Linked DNA regions of Mus musculus: region 1 is linked to region 2. A link is a contact called in public promoter capture Hi-C data. All regions are on one chromosome and are shown on one strand. The core of a region is the stretch at or near the end of the contact, and the rest is flanking DNA. Distances in the headings are between cores, read along the strand shown. Region 1 holds the start of 1700067G17Rik (RIKEN cDNA 1700067G17 gene). Region 2 holds the start of Usp40 (ubiquitin specific peptidase 40).

What was found. Promoter capture Hi-C pulls out the DNA fragments that hold promoters and counts their contacts.
Region 1: a promoter capture Hi-C map of embryonic stem cells shows a contact between it and region 2, with 2.8 times the contacts expected there. The contact joins the promoter of 1700067G17Rik here to the promoter of Usp40 in region 2. A contact is called at or near these places in 3 of 39 promoter capture datasets (embryonic stem cells, liver and stem cell-derived epiblast-like cells).

Annotation. Positions count from the first base shown.
Region 1 is chr1:89,013,524-89,018,780 of GRCm38.p6, reverse strand. It overlaps 1700067G17Rik (RIKEN cDNA 1700067G17 gene), which reads right to left and starts at 2,668. Exons shown (of 3, transcript NR_040471.1): 1 at 2,409-2,668; 2 at 2,132-2,235. It overlaps Gm34194 (a long non-coding RNA gene), which reads left to right and starts at 2,603. Exons shown (of 9, transcript XR_003947921.1): 1 at 2,603-2,808.
Region 2 is chr1:88,005,673-88,011,101 of GRCm38.p6, reverse strand. It overlaps Usp40 (ubiquitin specific peptidase 40), which reads left to right and starts at 2,551. Exons shown (of 32, transcript NM_001198573.1): 1 at 2,551-2,664; 2 at 3,660-3,877. The coding sequence starts at 3,679.

The DNA of each region.
Region 1 (5,257 bases), core at 1,419-3,918, 1.0 Mb before region 2:
CTTGTTGGTTATCATGAGGACCTCATTGTAGTAATATTTTCTTATGGCTATTAATTAAAATTATACTAACATTATACTTAGTTGCAAAAAGCAGATAGTAGGAACATATAGAAAATGGAAGGTCCTGCCATAAATCCCTTACATTTCAAGGTGAGTTCTCTTGGCAGTATTAAATAAATCAATAAACAATGAAAGTTGGGCAGGAGAGATGGCTCAACAGTTAAGAGCACTGACTGCTCTTCCAGAGGTCCTGAGTTCAATTCTCAGCAACCACAACCATCTGTAAGGGGATCTGATGTCATGTTCTGGTGTGTCTGAAGACAGCTACATAAAATAAATAAGTACATCTTTTTCTTTAAAAAGTTTATTTAGGCAAATAAGCATCTCCGAAGCATTTTTTAAATAAAATTCTTAATTTGTGTTTCAAGGATATTTAAGACACTATTGAGATAATGATGGATCTTTGCAAGCACAATGCAAACGAAACTGATGTTAAACCCACCAATCAACCCAGAAACTCGCCTTGAGAAAGCTTTTGGTTGTCAGTATGAGATGGGTCTTTGGAATTGGTGGGTTCTGACAGAGTGGTGTACCTGTGACAAAGGGCGGCACACTATGAAATGGTAAGGGATATAAGGCATACTGTATATGCTGTTTTAGTTGCATTCTTTAGCAGCTTAGAGTAGGAAGGTTTTATTCGACTTACATTTCCAGACCTCAGTCCATCATTAAAGGAAGTCAGGGTGAGAACTCAAGCATGAACTTGAAGCAGAAACCATGGAGGGCTGCTGCTTGCTGGTTCATCAGCAGGCTGTGCTTAGCTAGCTTTCTTGTACAGCCCAGGACCATCTGCCTAGGGAATGGTGCTACCCACAGTGAGCCAATTAGCAATCAAGACAATCCTCCACAGATATGCTTGCAAGCAAGTACAATATCCCTGATTGGAACAGTTGAGTCTCCTACCTCTGGTGACTCTAGGCTATGTCAAGTTTGGACAATTAAAGTTGACTAGGACATATGACATCAGATGAAAACAGAAAAAGCAACTTATACAAAAGTGTGCAGGTCTTTCCCTTACAGTAAAGAAACATAGTATTATATTCATTAGTTGCTTTTCATAAGTTAAGATAATTTTGCATTGGGAAATTATCCCTAGAAAACGAAATATAGAACCATCATATCATCTATTAATAACACACACACACACACACAGACACACACACACCCAGAGAGAGAGAGAAAGAGAGAGAGAGAGAAAGAGAGAGAGAGAGAGAGAGAGAGAGAGGTCACTGCAGTACTGTTCACTATTCACACTGGTTGTGCAACCAACCTGTGTCCATCAATGCAATATGCATAAGGAAAACAGGACATATATACACAATTGAATATACTATTCAGCCCTAAGAAAGGCAATCCTAACATTTGAGACAATTTAAATGAACCTGACATTATGGTATATGAAGAGGTTAGACAAAGAAAGGCAAATACATCATGACCTCAGTGATGTGTGGAATCTAAAAAATATGAGTTCAATACACACACACACACACACACACACGCACATGCACACACATATAGAGAGAGACAGAGACAGAGAGAGACAGAGAAAGAGTAGAACGGTGACTGGATTGTTGAAGGAGGAACTTTGGGGAGTGTCAGTGGAGGAAGACAAACATGATTGGACATAAAGAGTAACTTCAAGAGACTTACCACACGCTACAGCACCAGTATAGTAATAGTTAATATACATATTATGTTCTCAGAAAATGCTAAGAGTTTATATAGTCTCACTTCAAATACTAACTATGCAAAACAACACATACATTAATTAACCAAATTATTCATTGCACAATGTGTATATACTTTGGAATGGCATGCAGTACATGATAATTTATACAATTTTATCTGCCAATTAAAAATGGCTTTTGAGGTGAAGATTATTTTTGGATGAATCAAGATATTTTGGTTATTGTGTTCTAGCGCTGGCTGTGGGCGTGAGAAGAAATCCAGCACAAAAAATCTCTATTAGACGATGCCCTGGGTCACTATAGCGAGGCTCCATCTCCCTCACTGGTCTCTACAGGATACATATGTCTGAGGTGGCCTGGGAAAATTTATTTGTTTTACTTGCCTTTAAATTTCACGGAGTCCAGAAGGCACTTAAAGGAAGGAACTTAGATCACATGTGTCAGAATCCATCTAGTTTCTTGACAGTGAACCACCAGAGCCTGCTGCCTCTAAGAATTAGGGATAGAAAGTCACCTGCAATTTCAGAAAAAACAAAAAACAAAAAACAAAAAACAAGAGTGTTTGCTGAGGAGGGGAGGGAACCCACAGAGGGTTCCTGAGTGGGAAAGCCGCCAAGGAGCTGGAGTTGAGGACCGTGGGCATGGGAAGGCAGTGAGTACCATATCTGATGCTGAAGAAATGGAGCGCTGCTGGCTGAGTAGACCAGGAGCCTGAGAAACATCCCCGCTACTGAGATAGAAGCCAATGGTCTGAAAAAGAGATGGAGGGGAAAGGAAGGGAAGAGGTGTGAGCAGCCCGGAGAGGGGGAGACCTCGTGCACTTCAGGAGGTCGAAACCAAAAGGGAGACGAAGAAAGACAGATGTTTTTTGAGTTAAAGATGGAGTTCGCCCTCCAGGGTCACTAGAACAAAATGGCCTCAGTTAAGAGTCCACACCTAGACTTGGCACCACGAGGCTTCCTTATTCAGGAACAGAGAAGGAACATCGGAACACTGAGTTTCAGGTTGGGGGTGGAGTAACCGCTTTGAAATCAGAAGCAAAACTGGGAACCGCAGAGAGGTAAGGGGAACAGACCCTTTCACTTCCAAGTTGCTTTTAGTTTTGGTTTTTATCATAGCAAAAGAAAGCCAGGCAGAACTGTAAAGAAGGGAGAAAACTTGTCGAATCAGAGAAAATGTTTTATTGTCAGAAATTAGAGAGACAGAGACAGACAGGGGCAAGGGTGAGGGTAGGGGTTGGTTTTTCCTTAATGCAACTCGGAGAAATGTCTTTCCTATCCGGCTTCCAGAAGCTTCCTTGCCTGCGCGTTAGACCTGCTTCTGTGCTGAGTTTTTATATCCTGCCCAGGCTTGGTCACAGAAACCGCCCCGTGCCTCTCCTAGTTTCCACAGCTCCCAGGCACGCAGGTACTTTGGGCGGTGTCTGCACTTTTGCTTGGAGGAGTGCTCTGACCTCATGACTCAGCAGATGCCACGCTTAATTGGAGGTCTGGGAGGGGACGGTAGTTGGCTCCCTTGTGTTTCTCTCCAAAATGGTCCAAGTTTAACGGCTGCCTGTGCTGATCCTGAGCAGGTGTGTGATGGCTGAGAAGGCGTTTTCAGAGCATACAATAGCCTGTTTACCTGCTGTCTTCCCCTCCAACCCCCCTCCTTTAACTATTTCCTCCCTATCCTCCAGAGAGTCTGTCTGTGCCTGAGAATTAAGCTTTTGCCTTCACTTCGTTTTTATATATGGAATCTAATTAAACCTTTCAATTTGATTTTATGTGTGTCTGTATATGGTATATACATGAGGTGTGCACTCAACTGTGTTTGCCCATAGGCTGAAGGTCCATACCAGGTCTCCTCTTCTGGTTTCCATTTTATTCCCTGATACAACCCTCCCTAGATCATCATATCCTGAACTCACAGCCAGGAGAAACATATTTTCTTAATAAAGCACCTCTATTGTTATTGCTAGATCCTTAGTGTGTTTTCTGGTTATGGTAGATTTCAACTTATTTTTCTTGTTTCTCCTCCAGTCGGTGCTGATTGGTCAGTGTTTTCCACATGTTTTCTGGGATGCCTGTCTGACCTTGTCTGGCTGACCAGGCGCAGTGCTAGGGAGATCCTCTGTGTTTTTGAGGTAATTTTGGCTATGCTAAAGGTGTCTTGGAGTGGGGGCTTCCTGCCAGGTGCTCTCCTCTGCCTGTTAATTTTAGTCCAGTGCCCAGTCCCCCACTCTGTCTACAGAGCGTGCTAATCTCTGATTTAGGCTCTGATTTTCTGAATACCACATTGGGTCCCCTGGCCTCACCTCTATTCTGACTTGATTCCATTTGTGTAGTAGGTGTCACCTCCCAATTGCACCCTCTCTTTGAAGGAAAGACCTTTCAATGCACCCTCTCCTAGATGGAGAGAGAAAGTTACAGGACTCATAAGGCTCTCCCCGGGGCAATATACTATTAGAAATTGCTTGAGAGAGGAGACTCTTTGCAGGAGCCAGAGCTGTACATGGCGTTCCAAAGATGCCCCTCTGGCGAGTCCCGTGCTGGGGCTGGCTTTGAGTCATCTATGCTTCTATAAGGAGCATGCTCTTGTAAGTAAAGCACAGGAAGCCCACTGGTTCACCCACCTAAAGCTTGGGTGGAATTGCTTCTCTGCTCTGTCGATGGTACCCTACCTGGGGTTCATGTCTCCCCACATGAACAGAAAAAGTCACATAATACCTCCCACCCTGTTCCTCCCCGAAGACACTTTCTGCCATATTCTATCCATGAATCCAATGTAACTCCACCGTTCTCAGAACACAAAAGACACCTACTTTGAGGCTGCCCTCTCTTCCACTGTGGCCTGGGCCCTGTATCTGCTTCCTTTTTCACCCTGGCTGGCTTTGGAAGTCCTAATGCCTCTGGGATGAGCCTCCTCAGGCATCATAGTTATCAGAGGAATGGAGAGCCAATCAGGTGCTTTGAGGGCTGAGCGGGGGCCATTTCTGAGGATAGGCTTCTGTTGTTTCTTTCATGGGGCCTTCTTTTCTCTCTGGCATGGTACTCCATTTTCTAGGTCACCCGCGAGTTCACATAGCCAGAGGCTGGGATTCTGGGATTCTGCTTCTGGTAACTGGTCCCACTGAAAAGGCCTTAGGAAACGGTTAGCATAGTCTACACGCAATATTGAATCTTGATTCTACTGCTTGGGGTGACCTTGGGCAAGGTATGGGACCTCTTTGAGCCTCACTTTCCTTATCTATAATAAGGAGTTAAGAGCTAGGCCTTGGGATAGAGACCTGACATCTCAGCCACTTTAGAGGCTGATGTAGGAAGATCACAAGTTCAAGGCCTGCCTGGGCTGAATGTACCAGGAATTTGAAGGCAACTGGGGCAGCTTTCTGAGATCTTGACTAAGAACCAGAAAAAGTCAAAAGAGAGCTGAGGTGTAGGGTAGTGCCGCTTAATGTCCGGGAGACCCGAGGCTTGGTCTCTAGCATCCCAATAAGAAACAGAAAAAGAAGTAGAAGATGTGACATC
Region 2 (5,429 bases), core at 1,302-3,801:
ATCTGTAGATTGCTTTTGGCAAGATAGCCATTTTTACTATATTGATCCTGCCAATCCATGAGCATGGGAGATCTTTCCATCTTCTGAGATCTTCTTTAATTTCTTTTTTCAGAGTCTTAAAGTTCTTATCATACAGATCTTTCACTTCCTTAGAGTCACGCTAAGGTATTTTATATTATTTGTGACTATTGAGAAGGATGTTGTTTCCCTAATTTCTTTCTCAGCCTGTTTATCCTTTGTGTAGAGAAAGGCCATTGACTTGTTTGAGTTAATTTTATATCCAGCTACTTCACTGAAGCTGTTTATCAGGTTTAGGAGTTCTCTGGTGGAATTTTTAGGGTCACTTATATATACTATCATATCATCTGTAAAAAGTGATATTTTGACTTCTTCCTTTCCAATTTGTATCCCCTTGATTTCCTTTTGTTGTTGAATTGCTCTGGCTAGGACTTCAAGTACAATGTTGAATAGGTAGGGAGAAAGTGGGCAGCCTTGTCTAGTCACTGATTTTAGTGGGAATGCTTCTAGCTTCTCACTATTTACTTTGATGTTGGCTACTGATTTGCTGTAGATTGCTTTCATCATGTTTAGGTATGGGTCTTGAATTCCTGATCTTTCCAAGACTTTTATCATGAATGGGTGTTGGATTTTGTCAAATGCTTTCTCCACATCTAACGAGATGATCATGTGGTTTTTGTCTTTGTGTTGTTTATATAGTGGATTACGTTGATGGATTTCCGTATATTAAACCATCCCTGCATCCCTGGAATGAAACCTACTTGGTCAGGATGGATGATTGTTTTGATGTGTTCTTGGATATTGCCTCATTGTGTAAGAGAAATCAAAAGGATGGGATGAACTACAGTTTTAACTACAAAGGAACAGAAAATAAAGTGGGTCAGACAAATGTAGACAAGACTGTCTATGGAGAGACCTAAAGTGTGAGAAATGGGGGTGGGTGGGAGGGATTGGACAGTTGAGTGCCCAGAATTAGAGAAAGTACACAGAAAGTAAGCCAATCCAAGAGATAAGATAACTTTGGGGTATGGCCACTTGCAGTAAGTTGACCCCAGAGAGAGAAGGAGAACGTAGACAGGTGGTAGAATGGAACTATGAGTCAGAACATAACAAAGAGGCCAGGCTGTCCTAGGTTGCTTTCTATTGCAGTGATGAACACCACCAGTAAAAGCAACGTGGGGAGAAAAGGGTTCATTTCAGACAGCTCACAGTTCATCACGAACTCAAGGCAGGGCAGCAACTCAAGGCAGGGACTAGAGGCAGAACCTGAAGTGGAGGCCATGGAGAAACCCTGCTCTCTGGCTTGTTCCCTCTGGGTCACTCAGTTTGTTTTTTATACAACCCAGGTCCACCTTCCCAAGGTTGGCACCACCCATAGTGGGCTGGGTCCTCCCACATTAATCATTCATCAAGAAAATGTCCCCACACTTGCCTCCAGGCCAATCTTATAGAGGTATTCTCTCAGCATCTGTTCCCTCTTTCCATGTGACCCTAGCTTGTGTCCCGTTTACAAACAAAACAAAATAAAGTACAAAAACAAACAACCTACCAAGAAAAAAAAAAAGTAATCAAAACCTAACTAACAAGCACATGGGTGTAAGGGGATATAGCTGCCCAGAGGGAAGCCACCTATGCCTGTGGATCTTGGCTTACAGTGTTGAGTTTTGGTCAGGGAATAAAAGTTTAAGGTATAGCTGTGATTTTTAAATAGGAGGATAAAGTACCATAAGACAGAAAGAGATATGGCCAGGAAAGCAAAGTGAAGGGGAGGTTGCTAAAAAGCAAAGTGGTCCTCCACCTGGAGTACTGAGAGCTGTGTACTCTCCCAGTCCATTTCCTGGCCCAGACCCCTTATTCCTAGCCAATGGTCATCTCCAGTCCTTTCCTCCCAACACTTCCTCAGCGTTCTAGCCACACCAGCCTCCCTCAAATGTTCCAAAGACAAATCCCTTGGACTGATGGTCACTTGGACTCTGCCACCCTCAACCCCCATCACCCTCCATCTTTATTCCTGTTCTCCATCTCTTAAACTCTCAGCTGAAATAAAAATTAGATTTCACCTGTTTCCTTCATTCACATCCTGATAGAGGTTGGAGGAGACGAGGGAGATACAAATGGGGTCTGTGCAAAGGATGGGAAGTAACCTATCCGAAGAGCTCCAGCAGGACAGACAGTTTTGTGTGCATACATGCTTGCATGGTTATATATAAACTACTTAAGGTGGATTGAAGGCGATGTAAGAAGGTTCACAGAACGTAGAGCATTTTCACAAGTTTTGTATCAGAGATATACTTTGAAGAGGAAAAACTGTTTTAAGGTTCTTTTGTTATCCTAGAGCAGAGACTATATAAATACATACTCCACTTAAATGGTGAAAGCTCTAACAGAATGTGGCTCCAACGCTTTTTGCAGGCAGCAATAAATACAAATTTTAACTTGTAAGCCGTCTGGAAAAAGAGCAGTATAACTACCCATAAATCTCCGCGTGGCGCGACGCACCCTGGGAAGTGTAGTCGCATCTGGGGTGGGGGTGGGTGGTTGGAAATCACTTTCCAGAGACACGGCCTCCTCGGCATGGCGGTGCCCGTTCGGAGCGAGTTCGTTTACTCTGTGCTGTGGCCGGGGCGGGGGTCTGGGCTATAGGCAGTAAGTGGGGCTGGGGAACTGGGCGCAGGGAGGGACGAGGGCAGCGTAGGGACGACGCCGGCGGCCTGGGGAGAGACGCCGGGCCTCTGCTGGCAGCGCGTCAGGGGTCGGGCCGCGGGGACGCGCGCCTGGTCGCGCTCCTGGGCGCTGGGCGGCTTGGTGGGCGGCAAGGCCTCTGGAGCGGCGTGACGGGAAGCCAGCCCGCGAGCTAGCTCGAGGCCTGCCTCGCGAGTTCCATTTCTTGAGCTTTTGTTCAGAGGACTGTGTTGGGAAGGAAGAAAACTGCATTTTGGCCATTCCTATCACTTAAGAGAGTGTTCTCAGCGTTTTACCCCAAATGTCCCTTCCCCACACAAGAAACAGAACAGATTCCCGCAGGTCCCCACTTCTGCAGTTGGATTCCTGGGTATGTTTTGGAAGGCCATTGGACTCCATGGCTCTAATGACCAGAGTTTTTCTTCCTCAAGGTACTTACTCCTGGCTCTCTAGTTTAGGGCCAAAGTGCTGAAACTACTGTCAAGATTAATGTGATAGGGTTAAGTCACTGAAACGCTGTGATCTGGTACTGTGTATGAAGGGATGGGGGAAGCTGAGATTTCATAATTGATGAAGGCTCCTCCCCTTCTCTCCCCCCCCCCCTCATTTAGTGATGTGGAATCCAAGAATAGTTATCGGTTCTTGTGGGTCAAGCCCTTTGTACTCAGTAACCTTTCTTTTGTCATGTGACTGGTTTAATTTACCTATGAAAAATACGCAGCCCCATTTTACATAGAAGTAAATGTTAGCTAAAATAACTTGTCCAGGATCACACAGGTTAATCAGGACCCCGTGTAGGTAGGAAAGACAAGTCAGGTCTCGCTTTCTCCAAAACACAAACTACTGTGTTTTCTGAAGAACGATTTAACAAAACAGCTACGCTCGAATAATAAGAGAAAATTGGGGGTGGAGGTACATTTAAAGAATGGAAACATTTATGTAACATATTTTCTTTAAAGGATAGCGTTTAGTTCCACCATGTTTGGGAACCTATTTGAAGAGGATTATTCCAGTGTGTCAAGTAGTCAGTATGGAAGAGGGAAGAAATTAAAGACTAAAGGTTTGGAGCCGCCTGCCCCTAGAGAATTCACCAATTTAAGTGGAATCAGAAATCAGGGTGGAACCTGTTACCTCAGCTCCCTTCTTCAGACGCTTCATTTCACACCTGAATTCAGAGGTATGCTATGTGACATGCATTTGAATAATATGTACCGTGGGCTTTATATGTAATTAGTTATGAAAAAAACATAAAAGAAAACGAATCTTAAGGTGGATTCAACAATATGTGTTTCATTGTTGCAAAGAAAGACATATATTTGCCGTTCTCTGAAGAAAATTATGAAGCTTACCATTTAAAAAATCTATTCTGTGTAGTGATGTAGTGTTTCATAACAACAGCAGCAAAAACAAGGCAAGGTATTTCTAATTCCCATAATTTGAAATACAACATAAAGAGAATTCTCTCATCTTTCTCCAGAGTAACGGTCACTTAAGACAGGGTTACACATGCAGCTTGACTTCTGCAGTGGGAAAAGTTGTCACATTATTTATACACATCCATAGTTACATATCTGCATTTCTGAGATTCAGAGAACTCTGATTCTGAGCTGATCTGTACTGAATTTGTTTGGCCTCAGAAGCTAACCTGGCTGAGGCTTCTTGGGAGTTTTAGTTCTCTCAGGAGTATGAACACTAATATATTCACAACAGGAATGTTAATCTGTTTAGTTAGCATTGTCTGCCCCAGACCTTGATAGGAATGAAAAATAGTGTACAGACACCTCCTTCATCACTCAAAAACCTGGAAATTATGAATTTCAAAGACCCAAAGGAATTGAAGTAAGGAGCTTTGTAAAGGAAACAGAAACAAAAACCTACACAGATTAGCTGTATTAGACGGCTGTGGTGAGTTACCGAGATGACAGACTATTTCTCCAGAAACCACATGCTGGAAGCCAGGCAGTCTTCACCAAAGCCTTTATTTCTTGCCTATTTCTCAACATGTTTGTCCCATTCCCATCTCTACACTCCAGCTTCCTTCATTGGCATCTCTGTGTCCTTTGATTCCAGCATGAGCCTTGTTTGACCTGTGCATGATCCGGATTGGGGGGGGGGCGGTGTCCAAATATTCATGAATATGTAGCTCATGTCTATTCTGACGACAGTCTGGTTTGGCTTGTACTTAAATGCCGAGTTCTCACTACCACACCGTTTATCAGATCTCTGGAATGTTCTGTTTCTCTGAGCTAGACTTATTTTTCTAGCGATTTAGGACATATTTACTGTTGTCCACATCTAGTGTGCCATTCTAATGCAGTGAACTGACAGATTTCAGAGTGGTATCTTGTGTCCTTGACCTCAGCCTCTATATAAAGTTGCCTCCTGATAGTAATTCTACTCTTCAGAATTTTCAGCATTACTAAGCAGTAATGAAGAAGGATATAGACCTTCCAGGTTTTAATAGGGTTGAAGTTAAAAGGCAACTTAAAGTAAAGGCAACTTAAAGTAAAAAAAAAAAAAAAAAGAAAAAAAAAGAAAAAAAATAGCCTTAAGAACAGACTTGAGAGCATGTAGGAGGTGGAGCAAGAGAAGGGTCCCAAGTTCAAAACCACATGAGACTAACCCTCTCTCAAAACAAAATGAAGAAAAAGAAACTGAATAGTAGCTATATGGCACACACCTGTAGTCTCACACACAGGAGATTAAGGCAGGAAGATTAAAAGTCTAAG